2 separate regions of the Pan troglodytes genome follow, and region 1 is linked to region 2. A link is a contact called in public HiChIP or PLAC-seq data. All regions are on one chromosome and are shown on one strand. Each heading gives the region's core, a stretch centred on a gene start, on an enhancer-like site or on the middle of the called end of the contact. The rest is flanking DNA. Distances are from core to core; before and after follow the strand shown.

Region 1 (2,700 bases), core at 172-2,671, 140 kb after region 2:
CAAGGGCTTGGGGAGGATCCTGGGGCCCAGGCAACCCCATCTTTCCCCAGCTGACCCTGTGAGCCCAAGCAGGCCTGCTGAACTCAGAGGAGAAAGCCTGAGTGAGTAACACCTCATTCTGGCCGAGAGTAGGGCAGCTGCCTCCAGACTCTGGGGAGACGGGCGCTAGATTTGGGGCTCAGAAGGCCCTGCTCTCTCCCATCCAAGTGACCAGATGCCCTACTCAGCTTCCATCACCCCTAGCAATATGTATTAAAGTCTGAAGTGTTGCCATGGAAACCTCAGTGTCCAGTGTACTGCGGTGGAAAGGGGCTTGGAGGGTGCAGTGGCTCACAGGGGACACGACAGAGCAGGGGCAGCAGACAGAGGCACAGAAGGACACATGGAGAAATGATCACATGCTCCACCAGGCAGCCTCGCACAGGGAAGGCTGGGAGGAGCATATCCTGCTGGGGGCGGGGCTTGAGGACACACATCTTCGTTGGTTGGGGTATGAAGGATCTCTGTTCAGATTTGTTGAGGTGGTTTTAGAGGGTGGCTCCAGCCCCAGTGCCCAACTCTCCTTCTAACCTCAAATCCATGCAGGGGCTTACTTTATGGGCAGGAAAGGTTTTGGGGCTGACGCAGTGTCCCGGAGCTGGACACCTCCTCCTTGCTGCATTTTAAAGCTCTTTCTCCAAAGGAGTGCAGGGGTGGATGAGTGTGTGTGTGTGGGGGGGTGGGAGTGCAGGGGTGGATGAGTGTGTGTGGGGGGGAGTGCAGGGGTGGATGAGTGTGTTGGGGGGGTGGGAGTGCAGGGGTGGATGAGTGTGTGTGGGGGGGAGTGCAGGGGTGGATGAGTGTGTGGGGGGGGTGGGAGTGCAGGGGTGGATGAGTGTGGGGGGTGGGAGTGCAGGGGTGGATGAGTGTGTTGGGGGGGTGGGAGTGCAGGGGTGGATGAGTGTGTGTGTGGGGGAGTGCAGGGGTGGATGAGTGTGTTGGGGGGAGTGCAGGGGTGGATGAGTGTGTGTGTGGGGGAGTGCAGGGGTGGATGAGTGTGTTGGGGGGGTGGGAGTGCAGGGGTGGATGAGTGTGTGGGGGGGGAGTGCAGGGGTGGATGAGTGTGTGGGGGGGTGGGAGTGCAGGGGTGGATGAGTGTGGAGGGGGTGGGAGTGCAGGGGTGGATGAGTGTGTGTGGGGGGTGGGGGGGGCGAGGGGGGGATCGGCGTCCACACTCCTTTTTCTGGACCCAGAAGCGTGTGTGTGGAGGGAACACAGCCCCAGTAGTTACCTCCAGACCTCAGGGGCTGAAGTCACCGCTTGGGCTGAAGTCATCCTTCATGGATGCCCAGGCCTGCTCCAGTTCCCGCCTTTTGCCCTCCTCCTCCCGGTTTCTCCCTCTTATTCCACACTAGACCAGCTTTGTCCACTCAGCACTCTTCTCTCTCCATCTTTTCACATGGGCCTCTCCCACCATCGGGTCTCAGCCCCATCTTCTCTCTCTCTCTCTTGGCCTCCCTCATTATTTCTCCCTCTCCCTCCGCCTCTCCATCTCTCCTTCCTCCCCCTCCCTCCCCCTTCCCCCCTTTCCTCTCCCTCCCTCTCGGCTCCCGCATTTCCCCTCAGCTGCCGGCGGCTCCGACATCATGCTCCGGCTCCTCCGGCCGCTGCTGCTACTGCTGCTGCTGCCTCCCCCGGGGTCCCCTGAGCCCCCCGGCCTGACCCAGCTGTCCCCGGGGGCGCCCCCGCAGGCCCCCGACTTGCTCTACGCTGACGGGCTGCGCGCCTACGCGGCCGGGGCTTGGGCGCCGGCCGTGGCGCTGCTGCGGGAGGCGCTGCGGAGCCAGGCGGCGCTGGGCCGGGTGCGGCTGGATTGCGGGGCGAGCTGCGCGGCCGATCCGGGCGCCGCGCTCCCCGCCGTGCTTCTCGGGGCCCCGGAGCCCGACTCCGGGCCGGGACCCACGCAGGGGTCCTGGGAACGACAGCTTCTCCGTGCAGCGCTCCGCCGCGCAGACTGCCTGACCCAGTGCGCAGCACGGAGGCTGGGCCCCGGGGGCGCGGCGCGGCTTCGCGTGGGGAGCGCGCTCCGGGACGCCTTCCGCCGTCGGGAGCCCTACAACTACCTGCAGAGGGCCTATTACCAGGTTGGGAGCGGGCCGGGCAGCTCCGAGGGTCCCAGCCCTCACCACGACGCTGTCCTACTTTGCGTTGCCCAGGAGTAGGCGGAATGCTGTTGCCCGGGCCCCGGACGGGGCTGGGGAGCGTACCGCGGGCCTCTGCGTAGGAGCTGGCTAAGCGACCGCGAGGACCTCTTGAGATCGCAGAGGAGCAGCCGAGGGGGAGTGCGAGCAGAATGGGAATGGGGCGGGGAGGTCGTGAGGTGGGACGGGAGCAGATCGAAGATGGAGGGACCGGGCCGCCTCTTCCTAGGAATGAAGCGGAGGCGGTGGGGGCGAAACCGGCTCTCGGACGGGAAGTGTGCGTGGGTGTGTGTGTGTGTCGGGGGTGGTGGTGAGTGTGAACCTTCGCTTGGGGCAGGAGGTAGCTTCGGAAAGGAAGGAGCAGACGGAGGCCAGGTTGGGGTCCTCCGAGGCCAGACCTCTGCGGGCGGGGAGGGGACAGCACGCCGCAGCCGCCGGTACCGCAGCAGTTGCCTACGTGGCTGGGGAAGCGGGGCGCCGGTTGTACTCACCTCAGCTCAGGGTCCTAGAGACCTGCGGG
Region 2 (2,700 bases), core at 2-2,501:
CAACCAGCAATCCAAAGACGGGTGGATATAATAACAGCAGTCTAGTGCTACCCTCTACGTGGATACGAGAGAAATAAATCCAGTTCCCAGAAACTAAGACGAATTCTATCACCAGCGTTTGGGTTTCACTCCTAGGCTCAGAGACTGGTCCTTGTTCGTTCCCAGGCCACAGGTAACCAGGGGTCAGAGAACATTAGAGATGGAGGAGGAGGAGGGTCTCTGCCCCTGAGGAGTGGCTTCAGAAGGCAAAGCTGAGGGCTGGGGGATGCACAAGACCTTGTGGCAGGCACAGTGCCAGTTCAGGCCCAGCCACTTCCTCTAGCCTTCCCCCCACTTCTTCGAGGACTTCGCCCCCTGCCTACCCGAGGCCTTGTGCCAAGAAGTACCTCCCTCAGCCTGCACCGTGGTCTATCTACTGGAGACCCCAGCTGTCCCCTCAAAACCTTCGCTCCCCTGAGACAGTTCCTGGGAGCCTTCTCCTGATGTCGTCCCCTACCCCTTTCTCAAAGACCCTTCCTTGGGACGTCCCTCCTTCCCCTCCAGGGAGCTGAACTCTGCCACCCACCAGACAGGCACCCGCCCCCTAAACCCCCCCATTCCTTCCCATCGCCCGCTCCTCCACAACCACTTCCGGTTCCGGGACGGACACACACACAGTCACATCGTGGACCCCCCCTTCCCCGCCTGCCCAAGGAAAAGGGGAGGGGGGAGGAGCAAGCAGCTTGGCGCGCGCCGGCTGTAGCGGCGCGAGACTCACCGGGCGGCGACGGCTGCGGCGGCGCCAGAGCCTGAGCCAGGGCGCGGGAGGGGCGGCGTTTGCTGGGAAAGGAGGGAGCCGAGTGGGGTGGGAGGACCAGGAAGGGGCGAGGGAGGGGAAAAAGCGCAAGGCGCAGCGCGCGGGCACGCACTTCTGGCGCGAGACAGACCCACACACTCACACGCACGGAACGCGCGCGAGACACCCGCAGGGCGGGGGCGCGAGGTAGTGGGTGGCCCCCCCTCCTTGCCGCCCTCCCCTTGCACTCACCCGGAAGTGGTGCTGCAGCTCGTGCTCCCGCGAACCCCAGTTCCTCCACGCCCCCCTCCCTCCCCCCAACAGGCTCAGAGAAGAGCTCTGCGGAGAGAAGGCGGGAGCGCCGGAAACGAAAAGGGGGGAGGGAGGGAAATAGCAATGTAGGGGGGGCGCTAATGGAGAAAGAGGGGCGTGCAGAAGCCGAGTCACTTCCGGGAGTGGCTGGAACACATCCGGCGCCGCTAGCGCTGCGATATATTCAGGGCAGAAGTTACGATAACTCGGGGCGGAAATAGCTTCTGCCCAGCGACTGGGAAGAGGGGATGTGACGCTATGGCGGAAGTGAAGGCGGGTTCCGCTAGGGGCCAAAGCTGAAACCGGAGGACTGCGGCCCTGGGCTTCCGGAAGGGACATCTGGGGAAGGTGGGGGGGTGGAAACGCGACAGGTTCATGAATTATCCATCAAGGTAGGAGAGGAGGTGTGGGTTCCTCAGATGCTGGGACCCCGTTTCTCTTCCCTCTGGATTTTGAATAAGCTGATGTAGGAAATTACCATTATTTTTTCTGATACCCCCAAGAATGTCTCAATGCTTTGAGTATGCGGGAAAGGACTAGGACGTATCCTTGTTTTTCTGCGGTCCCTACTTAGGTCCAGTTAGAAACTCTCCCAGCCATCAAAATCTGTCTCTCTGACACATCCCTTCCTTTCTTTACTTTGGTCTTTTCTTGTTGCCCATACCCACATCTCTATCCCCTTACCCTGTTTTACTTTTAAATATAGCACTTATTACTGCCTGATTTATTGTTTGCTGTCCACCTCTCCCAACTAAAATATTGGCTACAGGACAGCGAGGACTGAATTGTTCGTTGCTGTATCCTCATATCCTGGCAGTTAAGTGGTCTGTAAACTCTTGTTGTATAAATGAACTATAGTTCATTATGAACACCTAATATGAACCCTTTTAGGAAGCCTTGCCTGATTGCTCCAACCTGTAATGGTCCCTCTGAATTCCCATAGCATTTAATACGTACCTTTTATTGATATTTTAACTATTTCATACATGTGATTCCCCAGCAAGATTGTCAGCTCCTCATGGAAGGAAATACGTTGCTTTGCTGAGCATATAGTAAATGCTGAATATGTTGTTTGAACAAGTGAATGCTGTTACAAGCGTGCACCCCGACCTGGCCAGAATCCCCCTGGGCTCAGCTCTAAGCAGAACTGAGGTCTCTCCTACTAATGGTAAGAGCCTCTGGCTGAGAAAAATAACTTTTTTTTTTTTTTAAAGACAGAGTGTCACCCTGTTGCCCAGGCTGGAGTGCATTGGCGCCATCTCGGCTCACTGCAACCTCTGCCTCCTGGGTTCAAGCGATTCTCCTGCCTCAGCCTCCCTAGCAGCTGGGATGACAGTCGCCCGCCACCACACCGGGCTAATTTTTTGTATCTTTAGTGGAGTCGGGGTTTCACCATGTTGGCCAGGCTGGTCTCGAACTCCTGACCTCAACTGATCCACCTGTCTCAGCCTCCCAAAGTGCTGGGATTACAGGCGTGAGCCACCACGCCCAGCAAAAAATAACTTTAACAGAAATAATTATAATGCTCATTTTACAGATAATGAAAATAAGCCTGTAAAGGATTAAGTGATTTTTTTCCCCCAAGGTCAAAGCAAGAAAGTAACAAAGTACAC

Evidence for each region. HiChIP or PLAC-seq counts read pairs in DNA pulled down with a chosen protein or histone mark.
Region 1: a contact with region 2 is called in an H3K4me3 HiChIP or PLAC-seq map of stem cell-derived excitatory neurons, with 2.3 times the contacts expected there. The contact joins the promoter of P3H3 here to the promoter of ZNF384 in region 2. A contact is called at or near these places in 1 of 7 Hi-C or Micro-C datasets (stem cell-derived neural progenitor cells) and 1 of 1 datasets of contacts at active chromatin or transcription factors (stem cell-derived excitatory neurons).

Annotation. Positions count from the first base shown.
Region 1 is chr10:14,009,359-14,012,058 of NHGRI_mPanTro3-v2.0_pri, forward strand. It overlaps P3H3 (prolyl 3-hydroxylase 3), which reads left to right and starts at 1,422. Exons shown (of 15, transcript XM_016922862.4): 1 at 1,422-2,123. The coding sequence starts at 1,626. It overlaps GPR162 (G protein-coupled receptor 162), which reads left to right. Exons shown (of 5, transcript XM_016922866.3): 5 at 1-279. The coding sequence ends at 62.
Region 2 is chr10:13,871,740-13,874,439 of NHGRI_mPanTro3-v2.0_pri, forward strand. ZNF384 (zinc finger protein 384) reads right to left here and starts at 1,252. Exons shown (of 9, transcript XM_054664025.2): 1 at 1,028-1,252.